Linked DNA regions of Sus scrofa: region 2 is linked to region 1. The links are chromatin contacts, called in public HiChIP or PLAC-seq maps. All regions are on one chromosome and are shown on one strand. The core of a region is the stretch at or near the end of the contact, and the rest is flanking DNA. Distances in the headings are between cores, read along the strand shown. Region 1 has its middle 320 kb from the start of RGMA. Region 2 has its middle 140 kb from the start of RGMA.

Region 1 (5,760 bases), core at 327-2,826:
TGTTTTGAAAACATGACAAAGTCAGTGTAATACTCACATAGATTCCACATGGGTGAAAGTGCTTGAAAACGGTGAAGGTGCCTCCTGACATGCTGAGTCCAAAGTACACCGAACAGATTGTCAAATAAATGCACACAAATTCTGATGGTTGATTCCATTCGGGAAATAATTCATAAATATTATCCTAAAAATATATGTTAATCTTCCTGGGTTTACTTGCTTTTCTTTGCCATTGAATCATTCCACCAGGATTTCCTTTGTTTTGACCAATAACCAGAAAATGCTTGGAGGGCGTGTGTTAAGGGAGAAATCACCTTGATGCAATGGTGCCCTCCAAGTGTTAGGTGGGATAGAATAAGGACTTGGATCTGGGTGATTCAAAACAGGCCATTTATTGTCACCAAAAACCAGAAGTCTATGATCAAAAGTTAAAGACAGGCAAATACCAGAGGAATGCGCTTTAGAGCAACTCCTTATAACCTTTTTCCCATGTAAATAAGGCATCCTTGCTGAAACCAATCAGAAGTTCCCAACACGCCCCCTTACGCACGCACGCACGCACGCACACGCACGGTGGCGCAGTGGGGTTGGGACAGGAAACTGGTCAGCATGGGGCAAGAGAATAGAGGTCACAAACAGGTGGGCGGAGTAGGGATATAAGCAGAAACCTAGTTGCAGCCAGCGCCAGTCCCTACCTAGGGCGGCCCACTGTCTCTGAGGGTGGGCATAAAACTTGCTACTTGACTCTCGGTTGCGACTTATGAGGCAACCAGCAGGAGCGTTTTTTCCGCTCAGGACTACGGACCGGAATGGCTCATTAAGCCCAGGTCAGAGCTGTTACACTGCAAGGTGTCAGTTGGGAAATTCCATTGGATTGAGAACTTCTCTGTTCTGAGCTGATTGCTTCTGCGTGGAGAGACTGCCTGCCTCCATCCCTGCCTGGCAAGACCACTGGGTCTCTCCCAGCGCTGCCGCAGCATCTCTCGGCGGAACAGCCTCCCACCAGCTTGCCTGCCTCCATCCTGTGCGACGAAGCCGGCTGGCTCTATCCCGGTGCCGCCACCTCACTTCTCAGCCCGCACCTCCAAATCCTTGTGTGTAGGCAAGGACAGAGGGAGATAGCGCCGAGCAGATGAACCTGACACAGGACATTACAGAGCCACCTGCCTCGGAGGTCAGGAACCTAAAGACTCGAGTACCAGTCTAAGAGGTTTGAATCACATGGTTTAATAAACTCACCGAGAGAAGCAAAGGGGAAGAGATGGAAGAGATGGAGGATGAATGCATCTAAGGTGGGTACAAAACAGGGTAAAAGGACCAGAATCCCTGAATCCCATAGTAGGCAATGCTTATAGTCTCTCTCTGTCTGTCACTTTCTGTTTCTGACACATTAGCCTTTCCCTGCTGGGGTTACATGGAGGAACAGAGTTCCTAATGAACAAGCGGGTCAACATATGGAAAATACTTGAGGCAAACACACACCTGCTTTTATGAGACACACAGGCAAATTTGCCTGGCCACAGCTGTAGCTTGCCAGTTGGCCTACTGGCTTTTATCCATGTGTTGTAGGCAGACAACTGAGGGGAATGAATGTTCCCAATGAGTGGCCAACTAAATGCCTGGTGAGTTTTGAATGCCTTATGAATAGTTAGTGTGACTTTGAATATTCTACTTACTTTATCTATGTTTAATAGGTCTCACTGGCCACTGGCATCGATTACTTTCCTCTGTCCTCATTGGCCTGTTTCTCTTAGTTTATAGAGTCAAACTGAACATCCTTAAACAACAGAGCAAATGTACCATCATGTACCACAATTTTTGTGTGAAAGTAGCCTGAACTTCCACTCTAACTTAACCTTCCTCCTGTTCTCAGAATGAGACAGGGGAGCTGAAGGAAGGAAATGGAGACCAGGTTCCAACATTAGAACCAGACTAGCATCTTAGCACCACACTGGGTCTTTTTTGAATAAATTTGGAAGCAAAAGGAAATCCACGCATGTCAGCCTTTGACAGGCCACGTAAGGTAGTGGAAAAAAAAAAAAAAAAAAAAAAAAAAGCCAGAGAGACCTGGTTTGAAACCCCAGTGCTTCCATCTGACTGAATAACCTAACTCTGGGAGAATTGCTTAAGCTTTCTAAGCCTTCTTTCTCTCGCTTATGAAATAAGAATAGAATTGTTTTCTTTAGTTATATGAGAAAAGCCAGGCAGAGTGCTCATTTGCCTAGACTGGCCTTAAGCTGAGACCCCAATACATGTGAGTTCTGCTGTTTATCCACACACTTCTTTATATGTCTCTTCATTCTAGGTTTCATACCATCCCCAAGCCAATGACACTGTACCAGTCAGACTCCAGCTGCAGTGTGGACTCAGGGTGGCCGTAGGGGGTGATGCTGCTGTGTTTGGGGCTCCAAGGAGCTTTGCCTTTGGGTGGGAACTCTTCTGCCATGGTCCCTGTTGGCTGCTTTGAGTGAGGTCTCTTTGGATGATGCTTCATTCTAGACCAAGAGTGCTTCAAAGAAGGAGACAATAAATTGAGCTCGGGGGCAGACAATCACAGCTGCCAAGGGCAGGCCTTCTTGTTCTTTTAGAAGTGCTCTGAGCCCCTGGGGTAAAGTTTCCTGTAAGTGTGGGTGTTAAAACGGTTTGTTTTGGTGTTGTTTTTGATACTTTGCAACTCCTTCCAGAGGCTAAGACACCCAAAGCCCTGCCAGAAAATCATCACAGAGGAATAAATAATATCACAACCACATCCTGAAGCCCAGCAGTCTTTCTCCACACTCTCAGCCCCCGACGCCCTTTCTCTGGTCTCTAGCTCCAAACTTGCAGAGGTTTCAGCAAAGTGGCACTAGGCAGAAAAAAATGTTCCAAAGCTGTCTTGCCTCAGCAGGGCCCGCCCATGGTGGGACGGGGAGAATTCCAAGGTAAACAGGCTGTGTTATCACTCCAGGCTTTCTTGGCACAAACAGCCCGTTTCCAGCCCCGAAACATATTTTTAGAGGATAATGGACAACCAGTCACAGAGTAAACACAGAGCCGTTTGCAGGTGTTATGTTCCTTTGTGTTCGCCAACCAGATGTTCTTCCCTGGGACCGGCTGTTTGGCTCTCTGGGTTCCCTGAGCACACAGAAATGTCACTCTTTCTTGCCCTTTTCAATAAAATAAAGCGAGGTTCTCGTGGGAGAGTTCCCAAAATGAGTTGCAGATTTCACTTGCAAACTATTCATCTATTTGTGTCAATTTCTTTCTTTGTCCAACCCCCATTCCACACCCCACCCCCCCAAATCTGGATTAGGCCAAGGAACACTAGTCAAAATAAACATGTAAATCTTGACCTTTAAAAAAAAGTAACTACTAGAACAGAGCTATAAAAGTTACCCTGGGGAACTTAGGCTGCAAATTTCACGCCCTCCTTCTTGTGCTCTGGGTTGGCATGGGGTACGGTGGACACCAGCACGCGCTCCAAACCGGGGCCAAAGCAGGAAGGTGCCAGTGTTATTTCTACCGCTCCTGGTCAAGACATTCAGCCTGCTGGGGACACTCAGGGATATTTTGGATGGCCTGTTCTCTCTCTCTCTTTGGCCAAGTGTACTGTGCTGTAGTGGGTCAGCTTAGAGAAAGCTGAGTGCTTCTAGAATGCCTGACAGATCGAGGGAGGTAGTGAAGTGGGTGAACTTGGCTTTAGGAGCTGAGGCCCCTTTAAGAGCCGCTCTGAAGTTCAATCTCATGTGGCCTTAGCCTAGAAAGGGTTCACCTGGGTTTTGCTGAAAACATCTTGGTCTGAGCTTTGAACTGGTTTGGTCATAAATGGGGGAAGTAAAAGAGGCCCCTTTCACTATTAAACCTTACAATTTCTGGGGTCAGACAGGAGCGCCTCATTCTTTCATCCCAATTTTCCCCAGCTGGGGAGCAGCGTCAGGTCATCACTATTCAGTCACTGAGTCTCCGCAGTATTCCTTCTTTCTAGAATATTCCCAGTGCAAGGCAACTGGGCTGCCTAGGAATCCTGCTGCTTGGCACTCCTCAGGAATGCCCTTTCCCCAGCCCATGATAAAAGAAGGTAGCCCTAAAGGGCCACAGGGCTTAAAGTCTGGTTGTGGAAAATGCACGTAGCTCTGTGGGTTGGCCCTGTGAGAAGTTCAGTGTCACACGAATTGCGTGTTCCTCAAAGCACTATAGTTATAAGATCCTGTTTGTGATCTTCTTTGATCCTAATTAATAATACCGTGGGCTACCGTAAGTCATTGTGGTTTGGGAGACACTTTGGCTTACTTTATTCAGGAAGAATTCACGAGGCAGGTGGAATTAGGCCCCCTTGACAGGTGAATTAACAGGGAGCATATGTGATTTACCCAAAGTCATTTGCCAGTTGGTGGCAAAACCAGACTCCAAATTTAACCTCTTATCTCTGAATCCAGTGCTTCTCTCAGCAGGCTGGGAGTTCAGTGGGGTAAGTGGCAGTGTTCACATGTTACAGATGAGGACAATGAGCAGGGATGAAAGTACTTTGCATGCAGAAAGGAGTCTGTGATGGAGTCTGAGAAAGAACCTGCTTTTCTTGGCCTCTAGTCCGATGATCTTTCTGGGTCTTCAGGAATCCGTGGAGAGGGAGTATGTGAATGTGGGAGAGACTTTGTGATCATGGGAAAGAACTCCAATATATAAATCCTGTCTTTTAATCAGTTAGAAATTTGTAGTGTGTATATCATGATAGTGCCCAAGATAAAGTAGCAGCAAAAAACTCTACTACTATTCTGTTCCACTTATAGAATCTATTGTCCAACTATCCTTTTCTCTTGTTATAGTATTTGTGTGTAGAATGTGTCTAACCTGGGAAATCGGTAACTTTGTATTCAAGACAGGGCAGATAATTACATACAGGAGTTATGCTTGAATTTCCCAGCTACTGACAGAAGTGATGGAGTCAGTTACAGCCTTGTGACTTCCTTTCAATGAAATGCGTTCATTTTCCTTTTTAATTAGAGTTTCATGGACAAGATTCAGGGGTGGCTCTAGATGGACAGAGATGGTGGTGACCCAGAAATTAGTTCTCTTACCTGCAGAACTTGCATCCCTTCCTGTCTGTGTGTATTCAGACAGAAAAGCACATCCATGAGAGATGCAACAACCCCATAGGGTGGAGCCTTCTTGGTGGAATGTTGACTATTAGGCTTGTTTAGACACCGCCCAACGGGCTTGCCCAGGGAGCTACTCAAAGGAACTCTCTGTGGCATTTCTAAGGCATGGACCCCTCCACCTCAGTCCAGGTCAAAGAGGTGCTGTTGTGGACCTTCTCTGATACCCTGTGCTTATTATACTGTTTGGTCAGCTCTAGTACTAAACCCTCATGTGCCTATTTTCATTATTATTTATACTCAAAGGGTCTAACACCATGCTTGGCATCCCTCAGGAATTGAAGTGAAGCGGTTGAATAAATGCATGGAGGAGGCTAAAGGAACCTTAAATATGTCCCGATAGTGATCTCCTGTGTGTCTCCATGGGCTAAACTTTTCAATGCTCACCCAAATTTAGCCCAAACAGGAGAGTTTTACTGTCATGTTTAACTCTCTAAGCAAATAGAAATGGCCCTTTGTGTGTTGACAGACTTGCTCTTGGGCTACACTTCTGAGCCTTGCTTGATGCAGTGAGGGTGCAGGAATCTGAAAGCATCCCCATTGGTGACTAAGTTCAAATTCCTTGCAGAGTCCCTGGGATCTTCATGCTTGTGCCTAACTCTGGGGTGTGGTGTGTGGTCATCTGCCT
Region 2 (5,648 bases), core at 1,151-3,650, 180 kb before region 1:
TGGTTGTTTGTTTTTGTTTGTTTTTGTTATTGAGTTATGTGAGCTGTTTATATACCTTGTATATTAACCCCTTATTGATCATATCCTTTGCAGATATTTTCTCCCATTTGGTAGGTTTCTTTTTTTTTTTTTTCTGTCAATGTTTTGGTGTGCAAAAGCTTTTAAGTTTAATTAGGTTCCAACTGTTTATTTCTGCTTTTGTTTCCTTTGCTTAGGAGACAGATCCAAAAAAATATTGCTATGGTTTATGTCAAGGAGTGTTCTGCTCATGTTTTCTTCTAAGAGTTTCATGGTTTCCAGTCTTACATTTAGGTCTTTAATCTGTTTTGAGCTTAATTTGTAGATGGTATGGGAAAATGTTCTATTTCACAAACTGAGGCCATCCTTTGCATGGTTCTAGCGAAGCCCCTTCTCTTTCCTCTCCTTGGCTCTTGGTCCTTGACCCACTCCTCCATTCTTCCTCATACTTGGTAACTGGGCTATTTCCAGTATCTTTTTTTTTTTTAATTTTTTTATTGTTATTTCCCCAATACAATTTTTTTTTCTACTGTACAGCATGGTGACCCAGTTACACATACATGTATACATTCTTTTTTCGCCTATTATCATGCTCCATCATAAGGGACTAGACATAGTTCTCAGTGCTACACAGCAGGATCTCATTGCTAATCCCTTCCAAAGCAATACTTTGTTTTATTTTCTTTAATTGTCAGGACTGATAAAGACTCCAGTCCCAGCGTGTGTGGACGCAGGCTTAGTTGCTTGGGCGGGATTCACGTAGGAGGCATGGAGCCCAGGGGTGGAGGGGACTGGCGTGGAGCCCACCGGACCTGCGCTCTCCTTTCCTCCCACGCGCACAGCCTGCATTTTTAAAATGGGAACGTTGAGAAAATCTTTCTCATAGGTTGTCCTAAGGCTTGAATGAGATAAAGTCACTAAAAGGCTTAACTCAACGCTTATTGGAAATGTGCCGTGAAAGTCCTGTTTTCAAGTGGTGACACGAATTGCCCTCCTTTTATTTTCCGGAACAATCCATTGTGCAGGTCAGGGTTGTTTCTGTGGCTCTTTTGTTCGCTAAGCAAACACATATTGAGACCTTCTTTGGGATAAGTGTTGTGCTGGGTGCTGAGGTACAAAGCTGATACCTCGGTCCTTGTCATGGGACATCTCAGCAATTTGAAAACAATGTAAATGAAATTATGTTTCTGTGGTTATAGGTTTTTGATGCAGAGTTAAACCTTACCATTTTTGGCTAACTGAAGAAGACCCTGAATGATAGCATATTTCAGAATAATCAGCTCATTCTTATAGAAAACTTGATAAGTACAGATTTGAATTAAATTGAACTTAATCTTCTCTAAATACATACCTAGTATAAACTAGGTTAACAAGTGTTATCTAATAAAGAGGTCCTTGGTGAGAACCAGTTAAGAATGACTATAATTAGTGATTGTTTATCATTGTCAATTTAAATCCTTGGGTATTCCTAAAGTACTTAGAGGTGCTTAAAAAGTGTTTGCCCTCTTAAGAGGCTTTAAAAACATTTTCCCTACAATCTTGTTGACACAGTTAATTAACAGTTAGAACAATAGACACAAACGCTTTCTTCCCAGGTTGTGCCGGGATAAACCTCAGTCACAGCACAAGTATTTCCAAAATTCCGGTGTGTTTAATGCAGAGGAATGAGTGTTGGATGGGGTCTCAGCTCTGGTTCACAATGAGCTGAAAAAACATTAATCCAAGCGTCTTGCCACCCTTCTACCCAGCTCTACCTAATGGGCTTTATTCAAAAATGTCTCAGATTTGTAAATTTTTGTTTTTTGTTTTTCCTATGGAGCTGCTTTTACTTGTAATATCTCTGACATGGCAATCTCAGTCCTGAAATGAGCCATTAACTAGGGAGCTGTTTGTTTGTGGTTTTTTTTTTTTTTTTTTTTTTTGCCACCATTCCTGACAAGAAAGTCAGTACGCATGTCAGATCTGTGGTGTGGGACTTCAAAATATAAACAAACCTTACAGGATGAAAATACTAATTTTCCAGGTGGAACCAGCTGTAAATGATGCAAAATATGTCCCTTTCGTTTTCACACGCCCAAATGTGCATCAAAGATAGGCGTAGGCTCCTTCAGGACAGTTTGTTGGAATACAGGGAAGGGAAGAAAAAAGTGGAGAAAAGGGGATTTGAAATGGAGCTGGGGCGAGCGGTGTCTGAAGGTGTGGCTCTGGGAGCCTTCTGGAAATCTCCACAGTTGTGGGGAGGACTGGCCCTGCCCATTTCTCACTGGGCAGGATTTCACGCTTGTCTTTCTTCTGGACACGAGTCAGGTGTGCTGGGATTGGAGCAAGCCTGCCAGGCCCCTTTGCCACTTGCTTGGCAATATATCTGGAGTCTTTGCCACCCCCCTGGGGAGACTCAGAGCTTGGCCACAGCTGGGATCTTTCTGTCTGCAGGGCCATGGGGAGCACAGAGGCTGTTATTAAGGCTGGGACAAACACCAGATTCTAACGATATGAACATAACCCTTGTATGAAAACTGAAAAAGAAAAGAAAAGAAAAAAGACAGTTCTTTAGGTGGATTTGAGTTCACTTTGGCTTTTCGCTGTCATTGAATGCACTCAATGGCTGGGAGGTACTAGAAGAGCCTGGGTCACAGTCCTCAAGTGAATTTCCTGGACCTGCACATCTGCACCCATGAACTTGACACAAACTCAAATCCTTGGGCCCTTCCCCAGATCTGTTGCATCAGGGGCTCTGGGGCTGAGGCCCAGTGATTTGTGTTTTCCAAGCTCTCCAGGTGATCTTGATGCTGTGGAAGTTTGCAAATCCCTGGCTTAGAACAGCACTAAGATTGGATATTTATTATATGTGAATAGAGGCCTCTTACAGAGTTAGTTTCTCTGAGCCCTCATCTTCAAGATCGAGGTGATACTGACCATCCCTTCATTCAACAAATATGCGTTGCACACCTGCTGAGCCAGGACAGTGTGCTCGGTCTGGGGATACAACACAATTAAAACCAGAAAGGATTTGAGATCAGAGAGCCTGGTGGGGGAAACAGACGCTGAGTGAATCATCCCCAAATAAGAGTATATTGACCAACTGCAGTGAGTGTTCTGGAGGAAAGAGGCACAGGTTTGGAGGATTTGGAACAGGGACAGTGACCAGGTTTGGGAGCCTGGAAAAACTTCTTGGAGACAGTGACCTTTGAACTGTCAGTCCAAGGATGAGAAGGGTGGGAGGGAGGGAGCATGGGGGTATGGGAAAGAGGAAGACCAGGTGTGAAGCCAGGAGTGGGTGGAGAGTGCACCACCTGGCTAAGGAAATGATGGCTCTGAAGTCTGTCTGCTCCCTGGAATAATCACCTGGGGAGCCTCAAAAAATACCGAGGCCTGGGATGTACCCTAGAGGTTGGTGAGTCAGTTCAATTGAAAAGATCCTCGGTGAATTCAACATGGGATGAGTTTAGGAACCACTGAACTGAAAGCTGAGTGTGTACAGAGCCCAGAGGGGAGAAGCATGGAGGAGAGGGGAGGGGCTTCCAGGCTGCAGGGTCTGGTGAAGGATGAAGGTCTTTCTTGTAAATGCAGGAGGTGTTTGAGCAGGGCTGTAAGCTGGGGGGTGACCTGAGAAGATCTGTACTTGGAAAAGATGACTCTGGTGGCTGGGGATAAAATGAATGGGTGGGGGGTCAGCCATAGGAGGTGGAAAAAGAAGAGGAGGCGGAACAAGAAGAGGAGGCATGGTGGTGGTGGGTGGGAGATAAGACAGAGATGAAATAATTGACCCATCTCAGCACAGAGGCCAAGGAGGTGGGTAATTCATGATGGCCCTTATTTCTGGCTTGCTGATGTGCAGGGCCTGGCAGAGGAACGGATCTGGGAGAAGAAACCTTGAGTTTGGCTTTGGATGTGTCGAGTTCACTGCAAGTTGCAGAAAAACTCAATAAACAGTGGCTTAACCAAGTAAGGGGTTTGTGTGGCTTGTGTAACAAGAAGGTTTGAAGTATTGGGTCCAGGGCTGGAGTGGTGGCTCCGAGACATTTAAAATTTTTGAAACTCTTTGTACCTTTCTGCTCTGCCAACTTGGTATCTATGGTTGTGGCTTTGTGGTCCTCAGTGGTGACTGTACCTCCAGCTTCACATCCCCACTGCGGGCAGGAAGAAAGAAACAGGAAGGGGGCAGTAAGGGTAGGTGTATGAAGCAGGAGCCTGTGTCAGGAATGTGCAAGCTTTCCCCAGACCTTCCCCAGGTGTCCTGGTGGCCGTAACTGGGTGCATGGCCACCCCGCTGGAAAGGCAATCTGGGGTGCACTCTGTACCTTGGACAAAATCAAGGCTCTGTTCATAAGGGATAAAGGGGAATGGATAGTGAGTAACTAGCACAGTGAGTCCACCTAAGATGTTCTTTTCCTTCCAAGAAGAGATGTTGGAGCGGTAGCTGAGAGGTAGCTCAGAGACAGTGAGGCTAAGCATTTCATGGTCATGATTATAGCAGGAGATCCTTTCCAGTGAAGGCCAGTTTTATTTCTTTGTGACTCCTGCTGTTACCCCAGTGAAGAGGGGTCAAGTTAAACAAATCACTAGTCTTGATCTAGGTCTTTCTCCCAAATAATCCTGAGGATCATATGATCTTGGGCTTATAAATGTCTGGTCAGCTGACAGTATAACTTGAGTCTCCTTACAGTAGAGGTAGTCAGTGAGGCACTGCATTAAATTCCTGAGCACTGTAAGTGTGTGTGTATGTGCATGTGTGTGTGTGTGTGAGTGTGTGCGAATGAGCACACCTCTGGGTATATGTGGTAAACCATAAAAGAAATGGCCTCCAATGCTCCCCATCCTGGCCTGTCACCTATTTGTAATATGACTTTGCTCGCCCTCCTATCAAGGCAAGAAGTCTATTCTTCCGCGTCTTGAATCCAGCCTTGGCCATGCGACATTAGCAAATGTAATGCAGGTGATGTAGCTTATAAAACTTCTTTTTAAAACTGAACTGTAATTGACTTACAATATTATATTGATTTCATTATAAAACTTCTATGTACTGAGGCTTGCCCTCCTATCGGAGAAGCCTGGATCAGAGCCACAAGCCAGCCTGCTGGGTGTTGAGTTTCTTTCTGTCACCCTTGCTGATATTGTACCAGCATTAGACTCAGAAGTCCAGGCCATCCTAGACCACCCTAGCCAGCCCTGCCCAGAAAAACCACCCAGTTTACACACAGAATCATGAGAAACAATACACACTGTTTTAGTCACCAAGTAGGGTTTCTGGGGTAGCTTATTACACAGCAAAAGCTAAGTGATACATGCATATCTCATTACTTTTTTCTTGCCTTGTATTGTATATTATTTCTGGGAGGCAGTATTGTATTGAGTAGTAGGAGCTATGTCTATGGGTCCTGGGTTTCAAATTTGGCTTACACACTTCTTAGCTGTGAGATTTATCTCTGTGCCCCATTTTCTTCATGTGTCAGATAAGAAAATAAGAGTCCTGACTTCACAGAGTTGCTTCGAGGATTAAGGGCTGCCAGTTCTCCATTATGTGTCTGCCTTGTGGTCGACACGAAATGATGGTCTTTATCATTGGGGCTTTAGTAGGTGTCAGTATTGGCATTTGTTTTTACTTCTCAGTGGACACTCATGATTGCAAG

The links. HiChIP or PLAC-seq counts read pairs in DNA pulled down with a chosen protein or histone mark.
Region 2: a contact with region 1 is called in an H3K27ac HiChIP or PLAC-seq map of skeletal muscle. The contact joins two enhancer-like sites. A contact is called at or near these places in 1 of 47 Hi-C or Micro-C datasets (fetal heart ventricle) and 1 of 2 datasets of contacts at active chromatin or transcription factors (skeletal muscle).

What each region holds. Positions count from the first base shown.
Region 1 is chr7:85,594,942-85,600,701 of Sscrofa11.1, reverse strand. No RefSeq gene overlaps it. Among named protein-coding and RNA genes, the nearest start is that of RGMA, 320 kb to the left of the region's middle. Within about 2 kb of position 1,576, at least 14 of the 83 cell types and tissues checked have an H3K27ac peak or open chromatin away from gene starts, as enhancers often do. A contact at or near this core is called in skeletal muscle, where this site is marked.
Region 2 is chr7:85,778,188-85,783,835 of Sscrofa11.1, reverse strand. No RefSeq gene overlaps it. Among named protein-coding and RNA genes, the nearest start is that of RGMA, 140 kb to the left of the region's middle. Within about 2 kb of position 2,400, at least 4 of the 83 cell types and tissues checked have an H3K27ac peak or open chromatin away from gene starts, as enhancers often do. A contact at or near this core is called in skeletal muscle, where this site is marked.